2 separate regions of the Mus musculus genome follow, and region 2 is linked to region 1. The links are chromatin contacts, called in public HiChIP or PLAC-seq maps. All regions are on one chromosome and are shown on one strand. The core of a region is the stretch at or near the end of the contact, and the rest is flanking DNA. Distances in the headings are between cores, read along the strand shown.

What was found. HiChIP or PLAC-seq counts read pairs in DNA pulled down with a chosen protein or histone mark.
Region 2: an HNF4G HiChIP or PLAC-seq map of pancreatic cancer cells shows a contact between it and region 1. The contact joins two enhancer-like sites. A contact is called at or near these places in 3 of 15 datasets of contacts at CTCF or cohesin (CD8 T cells, large pre-B cells and stem cell-derived epiblast-like cells), 48 of 484 Hi-C or Micro-C datasets (B cells, the C2C12 cell line, CD4 T cells and 31 more), 6 of 115 datasets of contacts at active chromatin or transcription factors (double positive thymocytes, embryonic stem cells, epiblast stem cells and 2 more) and 4 of 9 other capture datasets (adipose tissue, embryonic stem cells, liver and 1 more).

The regions. Positions count from the first base shown.
Region 1 is chr1:172,185,540-172,192,587 of GRCm38.p6, forward strand. It overlaps Dcaf8 (DDB1 and CUL4 associated factor 8), which reads left to right. Exons shown (of 14, transcript NM_001357204.1): 8 at 757-829; 9 at 1,316-1,373; 10 at 1,814-1,921; 11 at 3,400-3,530; 12 at 6,979-7,048. Among named protein-coding and RNA genes, the nearest start is that of Pea15a, 18 kb to the right of the region's middle. Within about 2 kb of position 3,557, at least 33 of the 459 cell types and tissues checked have an H3K27ac peak or open chromatin away from gene starts, as enhancers often do. A contact at or near this core is called in pancreatic cancer cells, where this site is marked.
Region 2 is chr1:172,095,354-172,101,611 of GRCm38.p6, forward strand. It overlaps Copa (coatomer protein complex subunit alpha), which reads left to right. Exons shown (of 33, transcript NM_009938.4): 7 at 2,321-2,430; 8 at 4,315-4,414; 9 at 6,026-6,161. Among named protein-coding and RNA genes, the nearest start is that of Ncstn, 16 kb to the left of the region's middle. Within about 2 kb of position 4,383, at least 14 of the 459 cell types and tissues checked have an H3K27ac peak or open chromatin away from gene starts, as enhancers often do. A contact at or near this core is called in pancreatic cancer cells, where this site is marked.

The DNA.
Region 1 (7,048 bases), core at 2,307-4,806:
TACACATGCAGGCAAAACACTCACACACAAAAATAAAAATAAATCTTAAAAACCTATTGCCTTATATAAAACATGGCCTCTGTCCATGAGTAATATGTGCTTTGAGATAAGTAGCATACATATAAAAAGTATAATATTAGTTGTTTCAGTGAGAATGAACTCTAAATGGGGCATAAGAGATAGATAGTTCAACCAAAAAAAAAAAAAAAAATTGGGCCGGGCGTGGTAGCGCACGCCTTTAATCCCAGCACTTGGGAGGCAGAGACAGGCGGATTTCTGAGTTCGAGGCCAGCCTGGTCTACAAAGTGAGTTCCAGGACAGCCAAGACTATACAGAGAAACCCTGTCTCGAAAAACCAAAAAAAAAAAAAAAAAAAAAGAAAAAGAGAGATAGATAGTTCAACCCATAAAGTGCCCAGCTCTCAGACACAGAGCCCGAGTTTGATCCCCAGAACACACTTAAACACGTGGAGACTGATCTTGTAGATTGAGCTGGAGAGGGAGGCACAGGAGGACCCTGGGGCTTACTTGCCAGCCAGTCTAGTCTAACTGGTGAGCTCCAGGGCACTGAGAAACCCTGACGGCAAAGGATGTGGAAAATACCTAGATAAGGTAGCGTTTGAAAATGGATTGGAGAGGAGACACCTTTGCTAAAAAGAATAAACCAAAGGCTTGGGTACGGAAAAGCCTTTGTTTCACAACTCTGCAGGGGATCATGCTGTAAGTTTTGACACTGTGATTGCTTCTTTCATTATAGGATTTATGACCAGAGGAAAATTGATGAGAATGAGAACAACGGAGTCCTGAAAAAATTCTGTCCTCACCACTTGGTAAGATTCACGAAGGGCAATGGCTCCTGACCTCCCTGACCCTGGCCTTATCCTGAGCTGCTTTCAAACTTACTGGCCATAATGTGAAGAGATTTTAACCAGACAGATTTAATCCTGGCTTCTCACTTAAAAAGGTGTATGATCTTAGGCAGCCAGTTGACCTCTATTAGTCTAATGTTCTCAGCAACAAAATGGAAATTTGCACCATCATGTGGCCTAATGAGATAATGCAGGTGAAATGGCTAGCACCCAGAAGAGAACCAAGACAGGGCCTCAGTAAGACTCTGCTATTAAGGTGGATATGTTTCCTCAGTTATATACCTCACTCTCACTTGCTCATTCCCCCACACCCCACCTCTTTCTTTCTATTTATCTCTGTCTCTGGGGAAAGATATAGGGGATTTTCTAGAAAAACCTATTCCCAAAGGTGGTATAACAAATGGGGTGGGGGTGGGGGTATCAGTCGGTATCTGCTCCTTATTGCAGGTGAACAGTGAGTCCAAAGCAAACATCACCTGTCTTGTGTACAGCCACGACGGCACAGGTACGTGTGCAGGGCCTAGCTCCTAGGCTGGCGTGCTTCCTCTGCCTAGGGAGCTGCTGAGCCAGTGAGGCGTGTGCCCTCCAGTGCTCACCACTGCACTGTAGCTCCAAGTGGAACAGCTGGGAATAGCTGCAGATGGTGAGCATGTAGTGGGACTATAGCAGACTATAGCAGACGACCCTTGGAAATGCGGGTCACAGGCTTGTCCTTACACCTTGGATTCAGTAGTGCGTTAAAGGGTGTGATCTCCTCAGTGTCACTACCCCTGGGCTGCTAATGTGTTCACTGTAGACCTTACATGCCTGCTGCTCCAAACTAAGATGGATGCCATATCTGGGTACCTAGAAACCGCATCCCAGACCATCTCCCATTCCCCCAAATCTCTTGGTCCCTGCACTTTTCAGCTCTTCCCTTCATTGCTGTGTTCTTGTTCTTGGCAGAGCTCCTGGCCAGTTACAATGATGAAGACATTTACCTTTTCAACTCTTCTCACAGTGATGGGGCCCAGTATATTAAGAGATACAAAGGCCATAGAAATAATGCTACAGGTCAGTCTGCCTTCCCAAGTCACGGTGACAACCCACATTATCTTCTTTCTCCATTGTGTAAGTGGGAACTTCCTAAGTAGACTGCCTGTGTCACCTTGGGCAGTGAGAAGTCGTCCCTAGTTGGGCTGGGATTTTCTTTTGTTCAGTGTGATTCAGGAGCGCTCAGTACCATAGCACTGCAGTGATGTTGCCACAGTTGCTTTAAGCATGAAGCTAGACTTGTTTGTTTTCTGTAATTTCAAGTACTGTAGAGTAGGCACAGAGGTCCTTTAAAAAAGCCACAGAAAGCTGCAGTGCTGAATTACATATGTGGGTAAGAGTGCATCTTTAGAGGAGAGAAAGGAATGATTCTTTTGAATAAAGCAAAGTAAGAGGAATAGTGGTAATATCTGGCCTGTTTCCCGTGAAGTTTAGCTTTTGAGTTCTGCGTCTGGTTCTCAAACATTGGGGCTCTCTAGACTCACTTCAGTCTTAATAAAAGAGCGCTGATGCCTGCCTCCTCCCACACACATTGTATTTAACTGGTGCTGGATGAAGCCGGAGCATTGGGATTTTTAAAGTATCCTAATTGGTTCTAACGTAGAGAAGGTAAAGAACTCCTGCACTTTGTTGGCACCACTCCTCTCAGCTGCGTGTCACCATTTGATCTGGAACCACTAGTAACCTTTACTACCTCTCTTGAACAGGTAAGAAGGAAAGAGGGGCAGGGGTCTGTATTTGGATTTCATTACATGGGCAAGCAAAAGGAAAAGTGTCGGTGTTGTGGCTGGTATGTGGAACTGGCTTTAATAGGTGGACTCCTATCATTGACTTTTACTTAGTTCTGCAGTGACTTCTTGTTCATGTGCTTTTGGTGCATGTGACTGTCACATACACGTGTCAGTCTCAGATCAGCTGATGACTGAGTACCAGTAAAATCCATACCAAGGAGGCTGAAGAGATGGCTCAGCAGTTAAGAGCACTGACTGTCCTTCCAAAGGACTCGGGTTCAATTCCCAGCACTCACAGGGCAGCTCACAACTGTCTGTAATTCCAGTTCCAGAGGCTCTGACACCCTCACAGAGACATACATGCTGGCAGAACAGCAGTGTACATAAAATAAAAATAAACTTTTAAAACATTAAAAATAAATAAAAATACATACCAAAAATAATCTTAGGGCTCAGGGTGGGCAGACCTGAAAATACAGAGAAGCTATTACTTTGAGGCCTATACCTGGTAAAGTATAAATGAATAGGACTTGCCCAGGGACAGCAGACTCTGGCAGCTGATAGAGCACTTTGAGAGAATGTGAAGACGCTGTAACTGGTGCGATTCTAATCATTGTCTATCACACATACACTTTCTTGTTTTATAGCAACAAAAAGAAGTATTTGGTACTCGGCTGACTCAGTCAGTGAATTACTAAATTCTCAGTGAGGTAAATACAGGCCCAGTGCCAAGGCTTAGGTGGTTTCTTCCCTCATTTATCATTTCAGTAAAAGGCGTCAATTTCTATGGCCCCAAGAGTGAGTTTGTGGTGAGCGGTAGTGACTGCGGGCACATCTTCCTCTGGGAGAAGTCATCTTGCCAGATTATTCAGTTCATGGAAGGGGACAAGGGAGGTGTGGTGAGTATGCGCTGCTGGACTGGCTGTCCCCCTAGTGTCTCAGGGCAGTAAGGCAGGTCTTAGGTAGGTCACCACATTGTCACTGCAGCTGTATGGTAACTTGTTTTAGAGACCCACATAGCTACACTAAAGGGGTTATGCCTTGAGGGTGCTGAGATTTTGAAGGAACATTTTATTCCTTCCTTCTGCCCTTTTAAAGGATTTTAGGGGGAATTTATACCCTGAGCAAAATTCTTAAGCATGGGCTTTTTCCAAAAAAGAAAACATGAATTTGGGACAAACCTTCCTATACAATGTCAAAACAAGATGTCTCTGTGCCTTGTCTCTTTAAGTAAGGTAAGGTGACCGTGGCTTATTCCTGGGTCAGAGAAAAGCTAGATGCACATTTATTTTTATTTATTTTAGAAGAAATGTTGTAAACATTTTGGAGAAATATGAGTAAAGTTTGTAAGTTAGATGACATGGAATTAAATATTAAACTTATTTGATGCACTATTTAAGAGAATATCCTTGGACTTAACCGATGCGTGCTGTATTTAGGGATAACGTGTCATGCCTGTTGTTAAATGGATACAAATAACACCTAATGCACCTGTGTAGATGCAGAAAGGAAAGCAAACGTAATAATACATGTTTTTCTTGGAGAAAACAGCTGAGGAGCCTGCTAGGTAATATTGTCACATTATTGTCTGCCTGGCATCTGAGTTTTACAAGTACCCTGTTTCAACCCCCCCCCCCCAAAAAAAAAGAATCAGGAAAATTAAGTTAAAGCTTGAGGGGTGGTCCGCTCTTCTGATGCATCTCGATTACCATTATCTTCCCCTTCTAGCACTAGGAAAGAGTTAAATAGCCTTCTAGTTAAACAAGGGTTTTAGTCACTGAAGAAAGGGAAGAGACAGTTTGGAAGATTCCTTTACTGGTTATCCAAGATGGCTTGCTTACCTAAATTCTCTCAGGAATGACGAAGTTGCTTGACCTCTCGTCCTTTGCAGTCTTCTAAGTTGGAACTTCAGGTCCAGCTCTGACTTGGTGATGCTTACCAGAAAGTGGGTTCAAGTTGAAAGTGCTTCCTTGGCAGTCAGGATCCCATTTCTTCTTGTTTCCTGGTCTGCTTCTGAGGATATTTGATATTTTTTTCTGGCTTCCTTTAAATTGTTTGGACCTAGGACATATAGATTGTCTTCTGTAGCCTGAATGTAAGAGGCTCTCTACTTCAGTTTTCATTCCTTCAGAGGTTCCTCCTCTGTCACCTGTAGGTAACAAGTTCAAAACATTGGAGTCTTAATGGAAATTCTGCAGTTCGCACATAGTGAGTCCAGAAGGACTGGCGATGCTAAACTGTTGTCTTGCGCTCTGCCCCAGAAGCAAAGCATCCCGCTGGCCAGCGTGCTTCAGCTCCGTGGTTCCCAGGTTCAGAGGGCCATGCAGTGCTCGCTCAGTGGGGAAGAGCATCTGCTTGGGACGGTTAGGTAGGTCCTAGGCCAGAGTTCCTGTGATTTTAAGAGATGTAGTGATGACCCCTGAAGAGGGTTTCTTTACTTGTTCTTGCTTTTGTGTGAGCAGAATGACTCCTATGATTCTTACCTAGTTCTTGCTGAGATCATTTGGTTTTGGTACAACCTTGGGCTCTAGTCTAGGTGTAGATGATGAAGCATTCTATATCATAAAGTAGAGTGTTAGCATCGGAGGGATCTTAAGACATTATTGCGCACCTTGCCCAGGTCTCCTAATCCTTGTTTTGGGATCCTTTCTTTGTTCCCATTCATCTTCACAGGAACGAGAGTGGGAGATGATGCCAAAGAACAACTCCTCACTCTCCCAAGAGCACTTGGATGCTCTATCCCACCCCCTACACCCCTCGCCCAGTCTTCTAAGGCCAGAGTTCTTTTCTCTGTGCAAGCATTATTGACAGAATAAGTGCTGGCGTTGAGACAGGTCTGGTGAAGTGACCAGGCCCCTTGGTCCCCTGGCCCAGAGGTTCTGTGTCTGCTCCTGCAGGCTCCAGTTCAGGTATTGTATGAAGTTTATTCTTTCATCCTCTTGCCGTTCATTGGCTTTGTCCTTAGGCTTAGGCCCCAAGGAATTGTTCCTTTATCCACTTGTTGATAAAGCAGAGGTAGCTCAAGAGGACAGGTCTTTAGCAAGATTTCATGAACAAATGAATGGATGCATGAGGTCAGGTTTGTCTGTGTAAGTCATCAGGTTATCTGTTGATACCATTCATGTATCATCATGTATCATCATGTTTGTTCTCTAGTGCTTCCTCCAGCTCCCAAGTACATAGTCTAAAAGGAACTGCAGTAAGCCCCTGTGTGAAATAGGAATGGCTTAGAAAACAGGGCTTTCTGTGTAACTCTTAAACTCCGACTTAGATTTGGCCTTCTCTAGCCTGTTTTATTTGTGAACTCATGATTAAAGAAAATGAAGTCATCTTTATTCTCCATGCCTGCCTTACCTTTTCCTTAGCTATACTCTGAGTGTGCAGGCACCGCAGCTAAGGTTGGTCCAGAGGAAACTAGCACAGCTTTTTGCCAGGGTTTATTTTCTTGGACTATAGAGCAGCTGCAAGGCGGGTGCTTTTCCTATCTGTTCCTCATCTGACTAAAAGCCCAAAAATGCTTTAGCAGCTAGATCTGGGACTGGCTCTTCCGGTGGGGATGGGAACTGCTTTGCCCTATCCCACTCTGCCCTGCCTTGCCCTGCCTTGCCCTGCTGTTAGGAAGTTCATGACTTCAAGTCAGACAGCAGAGGGCATGGTGCTTTCAGATAAAAGAAAACTGTCTGAGACCAAATGTCTGCCATCCACTCTTTTTTTTTTCTCTACTGTTCAGTGAGTGAAGGTGGCTGATAGTGATTCATTGTTACCTTGTGCTTTTCTGTAGCTGGGCTTTACTGTGCCCTTAGAATAGGTAGCAAGGTGTTGCCTGCCTTGTATTATACAGAGTTCTTAAACAGACACGAACCCCCTTCCTATCCCCAGCCCCAGTTCATCTTCCTCCCAGCCCTGACATCCTTCAGTTAGTGAACAGTGCTTCGTGCAGATAATCGTTCTTCCCATCTTCTCTGGACGGACGTGCAGTGGCAGCTGCTGCTTTCCTAATTTTGAAAAAAAAAAATGTCATTTGATGAAAGCCACTTGAAGAGGGTTGTTTGTTTGTTTGTTTTCTCCAGTCTTGGGCAAGTTGGAATTTTAGATTGTGTAGTGAATGGGGTCTTATGAAGCCAGCAGTAAGTATGGCCAGTCACGTGCTGTTGGCTGTGTCTAGGGGTGCAGCCTCCCCTCCTGTTAATATTGGAAATGCTTTAGACAGACTGGCTTTGTATCCATTTTGTATCTCCTCTACTGCCAGGGCTATTGGGGTCAGGCTCAGGTAGGGGGCCTGCTTCAGCCCAGTAAACTGTACTACCTCATGCTCCTGAGCCTGTGTTTGCTTTTCTTCCAAACCAGGTAAACTGTCTTGAGCCCCATCCTCATCTGCCTGTTTTGGCAACCAGTGGCCTAGACCATGATGTGAAGA
Region 2 (6,258 bases), core at 3,133-5,632, 89 kb before region 1:
CAGTCCTAGTGAGTGCCTTGTCGAAGGCTCAAACACTTTATCTCTAAGTATCTTTTCACTGCCTGTCACTGTTCATCTGTCTCGCCCTTCCCCTTTCCTGGATCACTGCAGGCAAGCGCAACAAAGGCCCAGTTCTGCCCCACAGCTTCCCTTTAATGTGTCTGTTGACGCTTACTGGAGGTGAAGGTCCTCACAGCTGTCTGCTTTTGTATCTTTTTGAACCTGTTTTATACACTTCACTCAATAGATAAAGTTGACAGATCCTATTAAAGGGACAAATGAAATAAGTGTAAGGCATCCTTGTGATCATGTATTTAGGAAGTGTGAGGAAAACACTTCCTGTTTTTCATCCGGTTTATGTCTCTATGCCTATGGCTAAGGCATCTCTTAAATTGGGCATAAAATAATTAAAACTGTTTATGCAGTGCTGGCATTAGGCACTACCCTAGCAGAAATACAAAATAGTTTACAACACTGGCAAGATGAGTCATTTGAACTTCTTTCCTTTCTCTACACATTTTAGTGTGGAGCTTCTTAGGGTTTGTTTTCTTTCTTTCTTTCTTTCTTTAAAGATTTATTTATTTATTTTATGTATGTGAGTGTACTGTAGTTGTACAGATGATAGTGAGCCATCATGTGGTTGCTGGGAATTAAACTCAGGACCTCTGCTCCAGCCCGCTTGCTCTAGTCCAAAGATTTATTTATTATTATAAGTATTCAGTAGCCATCTTCAGACACACCAGAAGAGGGCATCAGATCTCATTATGGATGGTTGTGAGCCACGATGTGGTTGCTGGGATTTGAACTCAGGACCTTTGGAAGAGCAGTCAGTGCTCCTAACTGCTGAGCCATCTCTTCAGCCCAGGGTTTATTTTCAATGATATGTTTTATTTAGTCTTTGCTTTAAAATACTGTCTTTTTAAAAAGTTTCAACAAATGTTAGGTATTTTCTTTCCCAAATATTTTAAAAGGTAGGAATTTAGTCTTAATTTTGTTTTATGTAATTTGGTATAATTATATATGATTATTACCTGTCTTTAAAGGTTGTTATCAGAAACAAATCTGATGAAACTGGTATTTGTACTATAATTTTGGTTCTGGTTTTAATACAGTTAGTCAGCTTTCCCCTACCTCTCCCTGCTTTTTGGAATAGGACTTTTCTCTGTAGGCCAGGCTCAACTTAAAACAGTACTCCTGTTTCTGCCTCCTGATTGTAGAAATTGCATGTATGACCCGCCACACCTTAATGCAAGCACTCAGGCTTTAAAGGTGTGTAGATGGGTCATAAGCGTGGGTCGCCACAGATCAGACACTTATCCTGATGTCTTTGTTTCCTATCATTAAAAATTATGGGCTAATAATTCCTCCCAGTGAAAAATAGCTTCTGTAGGTTTTAATGGAAAAAATACGTATGTTCATATCTATAATCAGCATTTTATGCAAGAACATGAAGAATTCTGACGGCTTTAATTATTTGATGTCCTTTTCAGGAGGTAAGTAGGAAGTGTGAGGACTCTTTGCCATATCTTCTCATAGTATTTGTAATAGTTCTTCCAAGCTAGACAGCTGTTTTGTTTATTATGTCTACTTCAGCAGTGCATCTGGAACTTTCCTGTAAATTGCTTCCAGCTTGGAAAACACTAAAGTGAGATCTTCCCCAGGAGCATTTCTTTAAATTTTTTATTATGAGGATTAGAGGTATGGCTCAGCAGTTAAGAGCACTGACCACTCTTCTGAAGGACCTGGCTTCAATTCCCAGCACCTTTTTGGCAGCTTTCAACCACCTGTAAATCCAGGGACATTGTAGCTCTCTTCTGGGTTCTACAGGCACCAGGCGTACATGTGTTATACAGATGTGCATGCAGACAAACATCCATACATATCTATTAATAAAATACATTTTTAAAAAAATTAAGGTAAAAATAAAATAAATAAATAAAATTTTAAGGTGATAGAAAAAGGTATAGATTTTATGAACCTGAATGTGGACATTGAATGATTACCATTTGAGGCCACATTTTGGGAAGATTAAAGAATGGGTAGTGTTACTAATCTAAAATAGACAGCTCTTGGAGGTGAGATTTAATGAACTTAGTTGTGTCAGAATTTGGATTGGCTCCCACTAAGGGATCGTTGAGTGTTAGGGAAGAGCTAGTGAGGGGTAAGTAGGCTTGTGAGTGTGGTTCTTCCTTCCCTCTAGTTGTAGTTTCCCATTTCATTTTATCTTAGTCTTTCGCTGTACCTTTCGTGATTCTGCTACTGTGCTCTTACTGATAACATTATATTTGCATCTTTCATCCCACTCCTTAACCCTCCAAAGGTCTAAGGAAGAAAAACTTGTCTCCTGGTGCGGTGGAGTCGGATGTGAGAGGAATAACTGGCGTTGATCTGTTTGGAACCACGGATGCCGTGGTGAAGCATGTGCTAGAGGTACTTATCTCTGTCGCTCACTGTGGGTGAGGGTATGCTACTCTCTAGAGACAATCTCGGTATGCTGTTGATTTAATTTTCATCTGGAAATGAGTGTGTGATGTGTGTGGGCATGTGTGCTGCAGCACCCGTGAGGAGTCCACAGTGACAGTTCTGTGCACTCAGTTCTCTCTGTGGGTCCCAGGATTTGAACTGTGCCTTGAGTAGCAAGCAGTTTATCACTGAGCCATCTCACTGGCCCACGTTTATTTTTCAATTCTTTCAGCAAATATTTAAGTGTCAGAGACCGTCTGAGATTTGAGGAATAGAATTTAAGTAAGCCAACAGAGAAAGGAAGATTACATGTCACCTCAGAGAGAGTTATAGCATCTTGTAAATCCAGTAGGAAGAAAGCTGGACATGTGTCCCATTACTGTCATGAAGCAAAGCCATTCTTAGACCTTGTAGAAGGAGAGATCCCAAAGAAAATCAGTGAGAAGTACCAAGAGCCAGTTATGTGTAAGATGTAAGAAACTTGTTCATGGTGGGAAATAGAAAAGCCTAAGAAAAGAAACTAGGTTTTCTAAAATTAAAGTCTTACTATAAAACTACTCGCTGAAATGTGAACTGTTTAATCCCACAGATGAAAAAAAAAGAGATTTAGAAAAATTACAGTTCCCCAAAGTCCAGCTGTATGCATTGAATCCTGGGCTCCAACTTCAAAACCCACATGTTTTTACAAATACAAAATACCCTAACACTTCTCACTCAACACTGCCATGTGCATCGTTCTGCCAAAGAAATGAAGTACGGTCGTGTAAATAGCATAGAGACTGTCATGAAGTTAGCGTCCTTAACTTTATGCCCTTTAGACTCTTAAAGCTTCATAAGAATTTAATTTAACTAGTTTATTTTTATGTAGAGGAGTATTTTACTTGCATGTGTATCTGTGTACCATGTTACTGTCTGTCTGCTGCCTTCAGAGGCCATAAGAGGGTACCATATCCCTTGGAACTGAAGTTAGAAACAGTATCTGGGTGCTTGGAACCCAACCTGGGTCATTTGTAAGAGCAATCAATGCTCCTAATCGATTAGCCATCTCTGTAGCCCCTTGTTTTTGTTTTTTTGTGCACATGCCCTTCTACTGGATGACACCTCCAGCCTAAACCTGAGAACCTTTAAAATGTGGATTTTGTCAGCATACATTTTATTAGCTGTCAGAACAACGATGTCATCACTTATAATGCATCCTGTGGAAAACACCACTATGTAGTCATGGAGAATAACAATAAAGGCAAATAAAATCTTAGTAGGATTTGAAAAATAGCTTTGAACTTGTAGATTTTCCAGTGGGATCTTAGGACTCTTTCAAGGTATTTGAGAATTTAGGCGTTAACTTATAAATCTTTATCCTTATGATGTTGCAATTACTTGTAGAAATAAAACATATATAGACAAGTAAAAAGTAAGGAAAACCTAACTATAAACAAAGCTGAATTTCCTTGTGGAAATGTTTGCAACATCCCATGAGAATTTGAATTAATATTGGACATGTTGATATGGTTATTCTAATGTTCAAAGCTTTATAGTAAGCCAAAACAAACAAACAAACAAAAAAACCCAAATGTTTGTTACAAAAAAAAAAAAAGTCAAATGAAAATAAAATATCAACAAATGATCTCTACAGTGGCACAATCTCTTAAGTCTTTTGCCTTGAGTATTTCAGAGGCTGAGGAAATAGATCAGTGATAGAGTACTGACTTCAGCACCTGTAAGGCCCTGACTTTGATTGCCCGTATCACAGAAAAAGAAACAGACACATTTTGTTATAAACACTAGCATGGTTTTCTTTGAATTGTGTTTTTACAGCTGTTGTAGAAGACCCACTTTTTCTCTTTTTAACAGGGTCATGACCGTGGAGTCAACTGGGCTGCCTTCCACCCGACTATGCCCCTTATTGTATCTGGGGCAGATGACCGGCAAGTGAAGATCTGGCGTATGAATGGTGAGTAAGGTACTGGCGATGTTGCCATAGCCAAGAAAGTGGCAGCCAGCCAGCAAGGGGAAGTAGCCAGGTTTTCTGGACTTTGGCCTATTTTTCTGCCTTAGGCCTTAGTTGATTATTTACTGCTATTCCTAAGTGCATGATCATTGTCTCTTCCTCCCCTCCACACCCCTCATGGCAGTATCTTGATTTTGAGAGATATGAGCATAGTCAAGAGTAAAAGTTCATGTGACAAATTGTGAGTAGCTGCTTTGTTTTAGACTGTGTTTAGGGCCATATTTATATTATTGTGACTCAAAATTTCCATGATATAGAGTTTATATTTGTTCTCAGAATCAGCAAGTAATACATATACTATGTGGATAAAATAAGAGTAGAAGCATAAAGAATTATTTAATATAGCTGTTACAGTCAGTAGAGGTACATAATAAAAGAACAGAGATGTACAGAAAAACAGGAATTTTGGAGCTGAGGTAGCTGTGGCTACTCAAGAGGCTGAGGTAGGGGCTGGTGAGATGGCTCAGTGGGTAAGAGCACCCGACTGCTCTTCCGAAGGTCGGAAGTTCAAATCCCAGCAACCACATGGTGGCTCACAACCACCCGTAATGAGATCCGATGCCCTCTTCTGGTGCTGTCTGAAGACAGCTACAGTGTACTTTACATATAATAAATAAATTAATTAATTTAAAAAAAAAAGATTTCCTAAAAAAAAAAAAGAGGCTGAGGTAGTACAATTCCTAGGAGGTCAAAGGTAGCCTGAGCAACAGCAAAACCTTGTCTTGACACCCCCCCCCCCCCGCAAAAAAAGGTTCAAGTAACTAAAAAAAATAAACATAAAATAAAGAGGAAGAAACTTACATGAAAAACATTGTCCCATTTGGGGAAAATTGATTTAGCATTTTGCAATAGTACTTAGCACTTGCATTTAAAGAGCATCATCACAGCTGTCCATGACAGTATAGCTTTGCAATGTCTATCAGCATGACGATATAGCCTTGCAGAGTCAGCATGCATGTACATGACAGTACAGCCTTGCAGTATCAGCATGACGGTATAGCCTTGCAGTGTCAGCATGCATGTACATGACAGTATAGCCTTGCAGTGTCAGCATGCATATACATGACAGTATAGCCTTGCAGTGTCAACATGACGGTATAGCCTTGTAGTGTCAGCATGCATGTACATGATGGTATAGCCTTGCAGTATCAGCATGCATGTACATGATGGTATAGTCTTGCAGTATCAGCATGCATGGCTGAGGCAGGAGGATCACAAGCACAAGGCCGTCCTGAGCCATATAGCAAAACCTTGTCTCCTCAAAAAGCTGGGGCTAGAGATGGCTCAGTGGACCCACAGAGGGCTGAGTTTGGTTCCTAGCACCTATGTCAGGCAGCTCACAGACATCTGTTACTTCAGCTCCAGGGGCCCAAGGGCTGCCTTCTGGCCTCCACAGATACTACACTCAGATGCAAAAAACCACATACAGATAAATACACACAAAACTAAAAACACAACTAAAATCTTTTTTTTTTTTTTAAAGAATGGGTGTTGGATTTATAGATCCCAGAGTTATTACAGAGAATTGTGATAACAATTCCTTTTGTTCTTCAGAATCAAAGGCATGGGAGGTTGACACCTGCCGGGGCCATTACAACAATGTGTCTTGTGCTGTTTTTCACCCTCGCCAAGAGTTGATCCTCAGCAATTCTGAAGACAAGAGTATTCGAGTCTGGGATATGTCTAAGCGGTAAGGGAATTATTTATGTCATGTGACCAAACCCAAGAGAAGGACCCTTTCTTTGTCTTATCCTTTGTCTTCGCGCGTGCGTGCGCGCACACACACA